Linked DNA regions of Ovis aries: region 2 is linked to region 1. A link is a contact called in public Hi-C data. All regions are on one chromosome and are shown on one strand. The core of a region is the stretch at or near the end of the contact, and the rest is flanking DNA. Distances in the headings are between cores, read along the strand shown. Region 1 holds the start of NSUN7 (NOP2/Sun RNA methyltransferase family member 7). Region 2 overlaps APBB2 (amyloid beta precursor protein binding family B member 2).

Region 1 (6,740 bases), core at 486-2,985:
TGGGATTCTCCAGGCAAGCACACTCGAGTGGGGTGCCATTGCCTTCTCTGATACTGATCTTAGTTACATAAATTATGTTTCTTTTCCAGATTGGACCACTTCTACAAAGAAGATGAACAAAGTTTGAGATTCCCAACCAGCAGCAAATAAGGTATTTACTCAAGTATATTTACCATACTTCTTGCTGAATTTGGGGCTTGCACTTGCAAGATTTTCCTGTGACTTTGATCTCAGTCCAAAATGAAGAACTTCATTCAACTTGTAGGCTTTGGTTTTTGCTTCATATAGAAAATGGAGACCAAGTATCTAGCAGATTTTTCTTTAAGTAGATATTAGCATCTATTTTATTTTCAATAAAATAAAATCTTATTTTTTAAATGATTTCATAATTGTTTTCACTTAAAACTTGAAATGTAATTTGTCAAGATGCACAATCCAATGCCCATTTCTGTTTTAAAACCTAGGACTTTTCTAAACCAGGCAAGAAATGTGAAGTACATACATGTTACTCATCACATGATCTTTATATATTCATATTTGCATTTGTTCATTGAATCGTACTGTAAGAAAAATTTGAGAGCTATTGAAGCTCTCAAAAATTAGACCTATTGAAGTCTGTTGGAGAAGTTTCAAAGCAGCAACACAAATGGTATACAGTAGAGGAAAAATGCAACCTTTTCTTTTTCTCCAGTTTTAGAACTTGCACTTTGGAGACAGGTTAACAGGCAATCAATGAAAAGCTTAAGATGCACATAAACTTAAATCTCAGTCAGTTGGTTTTTATTCTAGAAATTAAAGTATTTTTCCACTACCTTTAAAACTTGAGCACAGCTGGTTTTTCTTTGATGAGTTAGGATGCAGACTTCTCTCCAGGACACTCAAAAATTAAAGTAGCCATATTAAAACCCTTTGGGGGAAGTTCATATACATCCCCAGAGCCATTCTATACTTTAAGGGGTGTGAATTTGCTTGTTTGTAGGCCTATTTCAGCAACATCTTTCTTTTCAGGCAGCTCCTGGGAAGGAAGCTGGCAAAGATCTTTATACAGCTTGCCCTGGAAGGCTTCACCCGTGGCTCAACGGGTAAAGAATCTGCTTGCAGTTTAGGAAAACGGAAGACGGGGCGGAGGTTCCATCCCTGGATTGGGAAGATCCTCTGGACAAGGAAATGGCAACTCACTCCAGTACAGTATTCTAGCCTGGAAAATTCCATGGACAGAGGAGCGTGGAGGACTACAGTCCATGGGGTCACAAAGAGTCCACTACGACTAAGCGCAGCACAGTCATTCCTGGAAGGGTCCATCTAATGTGGTATCTGTGGTATCTATTGTTCTAAAAAGCGTGGAAATACAGTCAACTTGTCTGTTTTTTTTACCTTTTCTTTTCTTCAACAGTTCTACACTGAGCTGTTTTAACATTTCCTGCGTGCCCGCTAATCCGCTAAACTAGGTGTTGTCAGCAATACAAAATTCTTGCTTTCAAGGAGATCACAGGTGACAAGTTGGAGAAGAAGGGTCACTTGTGACCCTGGGGAAGTCGAGGATCTTCAGGGCTGCGCAGTCCAATTACGCAGGGGCCTTCAACGTGAGGCGGGGCTGGCACAGGTGTCCGGGGTGAGAGAGGAGGAGCAACTCAAGAAGAAAAGGAAGCGCTGGCCAAATCCCGCGGGAACTGCCCTCTGGCAGCGTTCCCTCCCCCCTCATCGCACCCTTGGTTGCCACGGAGACCCCGGTCCTGGGCCGGCTGACTGCCGCAGACAGGGGAGGCCTACCTTTCCGCGGCCGGAGCCGGCGGGCCCACCAGCCTCGTGCTCTACCCGGCTCAGCTGCCGCATTCGTGAAGACTACCGTGCTGGCGGGCGGAGCCCTGAGGCGCATCCTCCCTCAGGAACCCGAGCGAAGCGAGAGCCGGGGGTCGCGACCCCCCTGCCCCGACCCCGGCGGGTGGGAGAAGCTCATTTGAACCAAACTGCCTGCGCGGACCGCCGCGGCAGCCCTGCAGTCCCGGGGCCCCCGAGGGCACTGTGTAAGATTCCAGCCACCCGGGCCCAAAGTGCTGCGGCTGCCGCGTCTCTGTTCCTAAAGCCCCGGGGAACATCCGCCCTCTGGGGTAAGGGAGGACTCGCGGGAGCCAGTGAAAGGAGCGCCCCAGGGGCCGCAGGTGCGGCTCTTGGGGGAGCTCTGCACCAAAACGGGCCTCGGTTAAGGTCTCGTAGTTTCGGAGGCCATTCGGAGCCGTCTCCACCCCTCTCCCTTTGCGAGTGTGTGGAGGTTTCCCGGCTTGAAGTAAGGGATGCTCGGGGCAGCCAGGGAATGCCACCGCTGGCTCTCTAGGGCCACACGAGGTGGGTCACCAAGTGTGGTCCTGCGGAAATAGTGGTTTAACCAGGATAATCTTTTTATTTTCACAGAGACGATGCTTGAACAAGGAAAACCATTTCCCGGAACATCTGAATTGTAATTCAAGCTTGAGTTACCTAGGACAGTCAGGGGGGCAAACATGTTTAACTCCGCAAATGAACTGGAGTTTTTGGAAGAAACAACCGCTGAGATCTCCCAACTCTCTTCGCTGGCTCTGTCAGGTGACCCAGCCTGCGGCGAAAACAGCTCAACTGGTTCACCCGAAAAAACTGGCTATCCGGACTCCGTTTACATTCTGGCAGCGAACATTTTTCAGGGCACTAGACTCGAAAAGTCACCAGAGAAAGCCTTAATAAAGTATGGAAATAAGCCCTTGCCGTCCTCAACCGAATCCGAGGATGAATCCTTTCAGCGTTTGTCCTATGAGCTGGCTTTCAGTGCACTTAAGTGTGAGTAGTACCAGTTTTGACAGCACTAAAAGAGAATAATGAGAGAATTTGTGAGGTCCATCGAACCTCCTCGCACCCTCACACACGTACACCAGGTTTTGTTTTTAGGCTTCTGAATATCTTTGGTCAGTTGCAGATGTCAAGGCTTTAAGGAGAGTTTCCAGCAAAACAGTCAGATATGTTTCCCACTGTAGATTTCCCTGTGCTTAGGTGGGTCAAAATTAAGATGATCCTATTCACTGCCATTTTTTTTTGTTTACTTTGGGAAGCTTGTAAATTTATTCTTCCAAATTTTTGTAGAAATCCCTTTTAATCTGCCTCCAGGATTTGAGGTGTAATGTTGCAGATTTCCTCGATGGTGGGTAATTATCAACTTCTGAGAATGGAGTTGATTCCAGAACAAAACCAAATATTTTTCCTATGAGAGTAGTCAAAGGGCCTGGAGACAGGTTTTAGTACTAGCCATCAACTATAATACAATATAAACTGTAAAGTTTGTATTGATTTGTATACTGACTGAAAAGAAGTTCCGAAGAAGTTCCAGAAATGTTTGGAGTATTACCAGCATGGCTAAAATGATAAAACTTCCTAAAGAGACACCTAGAAAGGGCATTACATGCATCATTTACTTACTGTTAATACTGGGCCTTGCACATCCTTGCTGAGAGGTGGTTAACAATTGCTCAGTTGAATTAAAATATCCCATTAATTACTCAGCTATAAATGTATGTTTTTGGTTGTCTACAGACATGATGTAGCTCAGTTCTGAAGCCAGGAATTTGTCATCACAGAGAAAAATTTGTGTGATGTTCAGAGGCAGCTTCTCTTTGAGTTTCATTTCTTTAGTTTCTGCTTGTGATCTTTTTTTTTAAAATCTGTCTTAGCCATTTTTCCCTCCTCCAGTTTAAACTTTCAGATTCTATTTCATCCCTTCCCTCCTCTTCTTTTTTAAAACTTAGATTTAAAGACCAACCAGAGTGTTGGTACTTTAAATCACGAGTCAAATTAACATTGAAGATTTTTTCCTTGCAATAGTGAGATACACATTAGGCATCTGTGTCAGTTAATTGATATTTAATGTTAATGCCCAAACTGTATTATAGACAATTTTTTCCTGATAGAGTATTGAATCTTACCTTTGTGTGTGCTGTGTGTGCTTAATTGCTCAGTCATGTCCAACTCTTTGTGACCCTGTGGTCTATAGCCCGCCAGGCTCCTCTGTCCAAGGGATTTTTCAGGCGAGAATACTGGAATGGATTGCCTTTAGAAATCAGTAATAAAAGCCTGAGATTATTCTTTGTAAAATTAATCCATTGATTAGATGGTCATGTTGTAGTAATGTGTATGGTAGATTATCATTTTCTTTCTCTCAATCTTTATTTCTGTTTTATGAAAGTGTCTTGTGACTGACATTTTTTAATAACCCAGATTCCATTTAGATAAATTATTGTCATTTGTTGTTCAATCGCTCAGTTGTGTCCGACTCTTTGCGGCCCCATGGACTTCAATATGCCAGGCTTCCCTGTCCTTTACTATCTCCTGGAGTCTGCTCAAACTCATGTCCATTGAGTCGGTGATGCCATCCAACCATCTCATCCCTTGTCATCCCCTTCTCCTCCTGGCTTCAGTCTTTCCCAGCATCAGGGTCTTTTCCAGTGAGTCAGCTCTTCACATCAGGTGGCCAAAATATTGGCGCTTTAGCTTCAGTATGAATCCTTCCAGTGAGTATTCAGGACTGATTTCTTTTAGGATTGACTGGTTGGATCTCCTTGCAGTCCAAGGAGCTCTCAAGAATCTTTTCCAACACCACAGTTCAAAAGCATCAGTTCTTCGGGACTCATCCTTCTTTATGGTCCAACTCTCACATCCATACATGACTACTGGAAAAACCATAGTTTTGACTAGACGGACCTTTGTTGGCAAAGTAATGTCTCTGCTTTTTAACATGCTGTCTAGGTTGGTCATAGCTTTTCTTCCAAGGAGCAAGCATCTTTTAATTTCATGGCTGCAGTCACCATCTGCCGTGATTTTTGAGCATAAGAAAAAGCCTGTCACTGTTTCCCCATCTGTTTGCTGTGAAGTGATGGGACTGGATGCCATGATTTTGGTTTTTTGAATGTTGAATTTTAAGCCAGCTTTTTCACTCTCTTTCATTGTCATCATAGGCCTTTATAAACCTACTTTTCCTTGAAATGTTCATAAGTTCAAATTCTAAGATGAGATGGCTTTGGTTGTTTACTTGGTACAGCTGTTGTTTTCTTCTTAATGATAATAATATCTTGCTTTAAATTATCATCTGAATAATTTCCGAATATTCATATGGGATGAAGCTAGAATTCCTAAACGCAGTGGATTTCCAAGGTAATTAAGAGCCTGATATTTTGCTTTAAAATATTGGAAGTTTTTATATATTTTACTTTTGTCTTATGTATTATCAGTGTTCTTTCAATATTTTCACATGTAATATTTTATAAACTCAACATCTGGCTTATATAGCATAGGTTCAGGGAATCATGGTTCAGGAAAGAAAACTCAGGATTTCTTCTGTAAGGTTTTATAGGAACAGTAAAGGTGAAAAGGTTAATGCACAAACTAAAGAGAGCTTGGGTAATAATCATCTTTTTTATTTTTTATGATTTCTAGTTTTATTATTTGCCCTTTTGTTGATGTCCTTTGTGTAGAAGCTCTTTCAAGGCAGAGAGTGTGTTTTTCTGATTAATTGTTTAAAGGGTTCAGAATAATGATTTTTGAAATGATAACCCCTTTTCTTACTCTGCTAAATAAGATGCAAGGTCAGTTTTCTACTAAAGAAGGTAATGAAGAATAATCTATTCCTATTAAGTTTGACTTATGTCAGAGAAGTAGAGTATTAGAAGCTAATTTATTTTTCAAAGAATCTCTGGATGTTTCAATGACTACCAAATATTAAAACAGAAGAAAAACTGGCAAAATGATTTCTTAAAAAATAAATTAATGAATAACCCATTAAGAAAAAAAATTGAGGAAGAAGGTATTCCTGAAATTATTGCTCATCAGTTCAGTTCAGTTGCTCAGTTGTATCTAACTCTTTGCGACCCCATGAACCACAGCACTTCAGGCCTCTGTCTGTCACCAACTCCTGGAGTTGACCCAAACTCATGTCCATTGAGTCGGTGATGTATCTGACCATCTCATCCTCTGTTGTCCCCTTCTCCTCTTGCCCTCAATCTTTCCCAGGATCAGAGTCTTTTCCAATGAGTCAGCTCTTTGCATCAGGTGGCCAAAGTATTGGAGTTTCGGCTTCAACATCCGTCCTTCCAGTGAACACCCAGGACTGATCTCCTTTAGGGTGGACTGTTTGGATCTCCTTGCAGTCCAAGGGACTCTCAAGAGTCTTCTCCAACACCACAGTTCAAAAGCATCAATTCTGTGCTCAGCTTTCTTTATAGTCCAACTCTTACATCCATACACGATTACTGGAAAAACCATAGCCTTGACTAGATGGACCGTTGGTGACAGAGTAATGTCTCTGCTTTAGAGTATGCTATCTAGGTTGGTCATAACTTTCCTTCCAAGGAATAAGTGTCTTTTAATTTCATGGCTGCAGTCACCATCTGCAGTGATTTTGGAGCCCCCCCAAAATAAAGTCTGACACTGTTTCCACTGTTTCCCCATCTATTTGCCATGAAGTGATGGGACCGGATGCCATAATCTTAGTTTTCTGAATGTTGATCTTATTTCTGGCTTAATTCTTTCTCCTACCTCTTATTGGTGACCTCTCAGTCCAAGGAACTGGTTATGTCAGTAATCTGGTTATTTTAGATTCATGTAACCTGTCAGTGAAAAACCTGGCAAATACTTAATGTATAGTTGAGTTATGGCTTTGGGAATCACTAACTGTAGTCATGGATCTCTAAGATCACCCTCAGGTTCAGTGATTCATTAGAAGTACT
Region 2 (6,373 bases), core at 2,355-4,854, 120 kb after region 1:
TGAGGTCTGATCCCTCCCTCACCCTCTGTTTGAAAGGAAACCATGTAATTAGCTGTCTGTCCAAGTGGATGTTGCTTTAACAAATCAAAGCTAACGTGCATTAAGCGTTTTCTATATCCCCATCTCCATGCCGATTACTATACATACACACAGGCATAAACATACACATGTTTCGTGGTCCTTGTTATCATCCCCATTTCACACATGAGAGAAACTGAGCTCAGGGCTTGAATAATTTTGTCCACTGGAATTTGAATCATATTTTTCACCCTGAACAGAGAGCATTTGGCCTTAAAGAACTGGGGTGACCTGAAAACCTCATTGATGAAATCCACTCACAAGCTAACCTTAAGAAAACACAACCCCATCCAGCTGGACATGCATATAGTGATCTTCACCTCGGCTCCTGTCTTAAAAACAAACATGGAGGATAGGAAGTAGGGAAGGATCAAGCATCCTATACTCTTCCATCAAGGCTAAACGTTTTTAAATATGTACAAACATCATCATGTATTTTCCTTTAATTTCAGTGCTCCAGCTCTGCCAAGCAAGTGAGTGACAGGTGTGGATGCATAATCTAGCTACTTACTCCCTTCAAAGCACCTGGAACAGCTGTCACTGCTCATCACTCTTACAGAAGCTCAAAGATACAGCTGTGCTCCCCGGAAGGTTTATCCAATCAGCCATCAAAGGACATTCCACCTGTCTCTTTTGCAACCATTTCTATGTCTGGTTCCAGCAAAAATGCTTGTTCTTTGATGAATGCTTATCCATTTTCCTTTCAGGCTTAGCATTTGGAACTGAATCAAAACACTATTGAATTTGCTACTGCCTGAGGCTGGGTGAAGCCAAGGCTGAACCCCCTAGAGGACCACACAACCCAATGAACTAGAAAACCCAGGAATGGAGTCACAGGCTCCAGAGAGCCATCTCTGTCATCTGGGATTTCACCAGCTTCCACAATGCTCTTGTCCATTTTCAACAAAGTAATAAATCATCCTACAGCTTGTCCCTAAATGCTAGGAGATCTTCGGGCACCTTGAGAGTTACCAAAGATTAATTATAATTCAAGAGTTAGATGCATTTCATGCAGCCTGATTACTTAATAAAGTATCAAAGTCTGAAGTCTGTGATACCTGCCACTTTATTACTTAGAACATGTACTTGAAAACCAGAACTTCCCTGTTTCCAGTCACTCTGGAGAACAAAAAGGTTCACAACACATCTAAGTGGGAAGTACTTGCTGGAAACGACAAACATTCAGTAGAATTTCAGAAAAAAACACACTGAATGGAATGTTGGTATGACCAGACATTTAAAATGTTAAAAATGTTCAGCCAGCTTCAAACTCCATAAGTTCCTGATGAGCATGAATTAATGACCTAAAGCTTGTGATCAACAAGGTTCTTGTATAGCACAGAGAACTATATTTGATATCCTGTGATAAATCATAGTGGAAAGGAATATGAAAAAGAATATATATATATACACACACACGTGTAACTGAATCACTCTGCTGTATAGCAGAAATTAACACATCATTATAAATCACCTATACTTCAATAAAATAATTAAAAAAAAAAAAAGCTTGTGATTAGAGGCTGTTCAACCTCTCCCTTCCAACAAGCCCTCTACAAAGAAAATACCAATAGCAGAGCATCTGAAATAGCTGAGACTCTTTAAAACAGACTGCAGAGAAGAGGGAAAAAAATAAGGTGAGAGTGCCAAGAGTCTGGATGAGCTGGGAACTTAGATGGGATGGGTAGGTGGAGAAACATGCAGAACCAGAGGCAGGGTCCACGGCTGGAAAAGGTCTGAGGGACAGAAACCGGAAACGGAAGTAGCTTGGTTTATGAGGCTGGGATAGACATGTGCTTTCATTTTTTACATTTCTGCAGAGAGTTCACTGTCTAGATTCATAGTCAGTGACATGCAGTAACAGCAAGGCTCCATCTTGGCGGTAAGCTAAAACTGGGCCACCTGGCGAGGTGACAGAGGACACGTGGGGCACTCACCGGCCATTGTCACGGCCCACGCCCCACACGCGGATGCTGACGATGGGCTGAGCGTGGAGCACGCTGCGATCCATGGGGTCCACCAGGCTCAGCGTGTCGTTCTCCAGGACCAGGTACATGTCCTTCCCCTGGGATTCAATGAGAAGACTGCTTACCTTCTGCACAAAACTATGCATCCTCAGGACGTTTGTGGCTACCCAGGGATGTCGCTTCAATGATCAAAATATCGCCCCCTGGGTCTGAACTTTGTTTTTTAAGGGAGAAACATCCTCTCCTGATTAAAATATTTATAAATCCATCATCTTCCCCTCACATGCCCAATTTCTCTCTCCTTCTCCAAATCCTCTGAAATGTGTCCCTAGCCTGCTTTTGAGCTGGTTCTTATTTTTAATTATTTATACTTTGAATCTTTACTCTAAGAAAAAAGGCTAATGGTAGGTTCCCTGGAGAATTTGGTCTCTTACTAACTCCAGGTGGGCCAGCCTCTCATAACCCCTCTGTCCCCATTCCTTCCCTTCTGCCCAGACCCTACCAGCCATCCCTGTGATGGACTTCCTGGACCCACAACAAGGGCTGTCTCTTCTCGGTTTGTACACCACTTCTGATCTGTGTGATTTGCCCGGTAAATAGCAGGCACAGCTGTGTGACACTTCTCGGTGCTTCAGTAGCTAATGCTGATGTGCCTTTATGACATCTCAGATATTACAGCACGCTTCAGGCTCCTTGGCTCGTGAATGCTCTCACTTGCCTCAGAGCTTGGTTTGTTATTATCTCCAATTAGCAGATGGGGAAACCGAGGCTTACAGGTTAAGTGACTTGCTCATTATCTGACACAGAGGCCGAGATGCCTTTAGCCACAGGGGGTGTGCTGCAGTGATACCATCACTGGGGAGGGGGAGGTTTCCAGCATCACTGTTCAGGCTCTGGTCTTCTGTCTCCCCATGTATTAATGGCTCTTTGAGGGCAGGAACGCTAGCCTATCCAACTTCATTCCCCTTGCAAACCCTCAGGCATTTTAGGAAATTATTAAATGTTTGCTGTCTGACGGAAAGGCTGTGTCCACTGAAGGTCACAGTCAGCCCAGATGCTGTGGCGTGGATGCCAGGGAAGTCTGTGCTACGCTATGTGATGCTAAGTCACTTCAGTTGTGTCCAACTCTTTGTGACCCCCTGGACTGTAGCCTGCCAGGCTCCTCTGTCGATGGGGATTCTCCAGGCAGGAATCCTGGAGTGGGTACCATTTTCTTCTCCACCAGGATGGTCTAGCGGGGAAGAATGGTGAGGCTTTTTGGCCAATCTTCAAATTCCAAAGCGGGACAGATAAACTGCTCCTTGGTCTGGGTTTTAAGAATGATGTCCCATCACAAGTTTTCAGAGTGAACGTAAGCTCTGCTGCCGAGGAGGCAGACATGGTTGTTGCAATGCCTCCGCTCGTCAGTGCTTAGTTAAGCCAAGCATCTACAACTGAGATCCAGGATGATTTGAAATCTTCCGAAAGGGGAAGAGAGCTACTTCCAGGTAAATTGCACTGACCGTACAAGAGCCTGGAGCAACAGACAGCAGGCCGCCTCAGACCTGAAGCGCCTCCCAGTGTCTCTGTTGGGAACTGCATCTCACAAGGCTTGCGTGTGGGCAGTTTCTTTCTATGGCACAGTTGTGTCCAGACCCTGGGCAAAGAGCCAGCTGCTAATTATCCAGAATGTAGATTAATCATGATTGAGGTGGAGGTCCTAGAGAGATTCTGTCTCCCAGCACCTCATGGAGGCTGGGTAGCTGGTGAGCAGCTAGGTAATGGTTGGCAGAGCCAAGAGGACGAGCCAAGCTACAGGGGAGGGTTGCAGTTCCCCAACCTGTCCCCCCAGTGAAGGCCAGGCTCCCTTCTTCCCGCTTTCAGCTGAGGGCTGCCACATGCTCAGGAGCTGCGTGATCGAGAGTCCTGAGGAGCTGGGGCCCCGTGAGCAGGGCAGGTCCTAGGGCCCCCGGAGGCTAACCAGGTGACCTGCTTTGGGATAACTGAGAGCTGACTGGGAATTTTTGGTGCCTTTTTCCTCTCTCTCTTTGTTCTTTCCCACCAGGAACTGGGTCATTGGCTGCAGCCTAAAAGAAATCTGCAGCCAGACCCAGTGGGGAGTGGCCCCCAGCGTAATTTCCACCCACCAGGAGATCAAATCCACCCTGCTCCTCCCCACCACACACACATACACACACAAAGCATTTCCTTGGGATTGATTCAGGTCCTCACAAAGGCAACAAAGGCCATCTTCATCAGTCAATCCTACCAACAATCTCCGTATTACAGGACTGAACCAGGGACCACTGCTGGCTGATCACCTAAAGCGAGAATGATTGGCCGAGTGTGGAACATCCCTGGAACCCAATAAAAACCTTCAGCGCTCTCAGTCCTGTGTCTCTCGGCTCTGGGGTTTCATAGGCACAGCAGGAATGCAAGCAAGTCTGACATTAATTATTTTCACCTGTAACTTACCTCTCCCCAAATGCCAACTGTATCTCGGATGTCGTTTTTGCAGTAGGAAAGCTGCCGGATGCAGTTGTTGACGGCAACACTACTCTTGCCAGGAGCGAGGTCCTCCTCTGCCATCTCCACCCACCCCAGAGAGCGCACAGCGAAACACTAGGAGAAAATCAGAGATCTGGAGATTACTTACTGGCCACAGGTAGCCTAAGATCCTCTACAAAATGTGCATAATGTGTCTTCAATGACTATAAAATCTTCAGTCATCTAATTTAATAACTAATTCTCGATTGTTGAAAAATTTAATTGTGGCTATTTTTTACTACTAAAAAATGTAGTAATAACTATATTCTTGCCTACCTTTCTGTGTGTTCAGTTTTTTTTCTTAGAACCAATTATTAGAAGTAGAATGATAGGGCTAGTGGGTTTAAACATTTGTAAGCTCTTTTTTTCTAGTATCTGGCAGTATCAGTATCTTTTATCTAGTATCAGGCAGGATTTTTCAATAGTAAGAACCTCAGAGGGTTCTCACAAGGAGTAACCTCTCTGAGATTTGTTACTCATTAAGCACCTAGGAAAAGACAATAGAAGGGAGAAGAATTAAATACATATTTGGCACTTGTTTCTAATAACAATGGGGCAAAATGTATTCTCTAATACCCAGAAATGAAGGAAAATGGAGGGTGGGGGTGTGTGTTTATCATAACAAATCTCAGTGTTTGTTATTAGCACCAAATCCTGAAAAGTCTACAGAATAATGAACCTGTAAGAAAACAGAGCACAAATTCAATTTATTCTTTTATCATTTAGAGATATTCATTTTGAGATCATGCTCATCTTCTTTTTAAAAGTTCAGGTATTCAATTTTTTTTAAAATATGGAAAGTATCATATGCATGTTGCAACAAATTAAAAAATCCAAAAATTTATAAAGAAGTTCATGGGACATATGAGGGCAGTTTGGATACAGCTTCTACCTAGCGGTTAACTGCCAGGTTTACTAGGTGGCTGGAACTGCAGTATCTCACGGCAACCTGTGACGCAGGTCCCCTCCTGAGCTACACATCAATTGAAGGGACCATGTTCCCAGGAGAGGAGGGGCAAACGAGGTGCCACACTTCTGTGGAGCCAACAGGCTGACTCTCAGCATCTTCTAAAGTTTCCATAACCGCACTTCATAACAAAATGAAGAAATGCAGCGAAGTGTCCCAAAGTGACCACATTCAGTCTAGTTTAACATTCTCTGTGTCTCAGCCCCTATACCCAGACGGTATGCCTCCTTCCTGAATCGTTAATCACTTTCTCAAAAAAATATCCCACCAAAATACTGAAAACGTTAGCAGAATGTGGATCCTCAGGTCCTAGAGGGGAAGGACCGAGGTACCTGGGACCCGGTGCAGACCCCATGTGGAATGGAACAGCTCCCGCACACTGACGGTGCCCATGAGGCCTCTTACAGAAATACCAAGAAGAGAAGGTCATCGCTACAACAACTGCAAAAGCTACTCAGGACCCCGGGTCCTGGGGAAAGCTTCTGGGAGATGCCCTTGCAGTTCATGTGCGCACGTGCATCTGCTGGAGAGACACTGCCCAAGAGGAAGGTGCCACAGGAGCCAGGGCTGCTCCCTCGGAGGCTCTGCTCCCTTTAACCTGAGACCAGTGGTGGGCGTGTCAGAAATGCCACAGGAGGACACCATAGTGCGTCTCCCCACGTTTCATTAAGACCCACAACTTCAAGGGCCATGCCTTCCAGTACTCATTTTCTGCTTCCTGCAGGGGGCACTGTGCAGCTCAGTAATTTTTCTTTGTTGGTTCCCAGCGTAGCCCCTGGTGAGTAAAATCACAACGCCACAATCTCCCGGCTTCCATCTGCCATTTTGATCTTGC

What was found. A called contact is a pair of places that touch in the nucleus more often than the background predicts.
Region 2: a contact with region 1 is called in a Hi-C map of hypothalamus, with 7 times the contacts expected there. The contact joins the enhancer-like site here to the promoter of NSUN7 in region 1. A contact is called at or near these places in 14 of 16 Hi-C or Micro-C datasets (blood, hypothalamus, liver and 7 more).

What each region holds. Positions count from the first base shown.
Region 1 is chr6:60,377,746-60,384,485 of ARS-UI_Ramb_v3.0, forward strand. It overlaps NSUN7 (NOP2/Sun RNA methyltransferase family member 7), which reads left to right and starts at 1,736. Exons shown (of 12, transcript XM_027970950.3): 1 at 1,736-2,024; 2 at 2,410-2,808. The coding sequence starts at 2,499.
Region 2 is chr6:60,496,552-60,502,924 of ARS-UI_Ramb_v3.0, forward strand. APBB2 (amyloid beta precursor protein binding family B member 2) reads right to left here. Exons shown (of 18, transcript XM_060417057.1): 11 at 4,500-4,646; 12 at 2,016-2,143. Among named protein-coding and RNA genes, the nearest start is that of NSUN7, 120 kb to the left of the region's middle. Within about 2 kb of position 3,605, at least 8 of the 54 cell types and tissues checked have an H3K27ac peak or open chromatin away from gene starts, as enhancers often do. A contact at or near this core is called in hypothalamus, where this site is marked.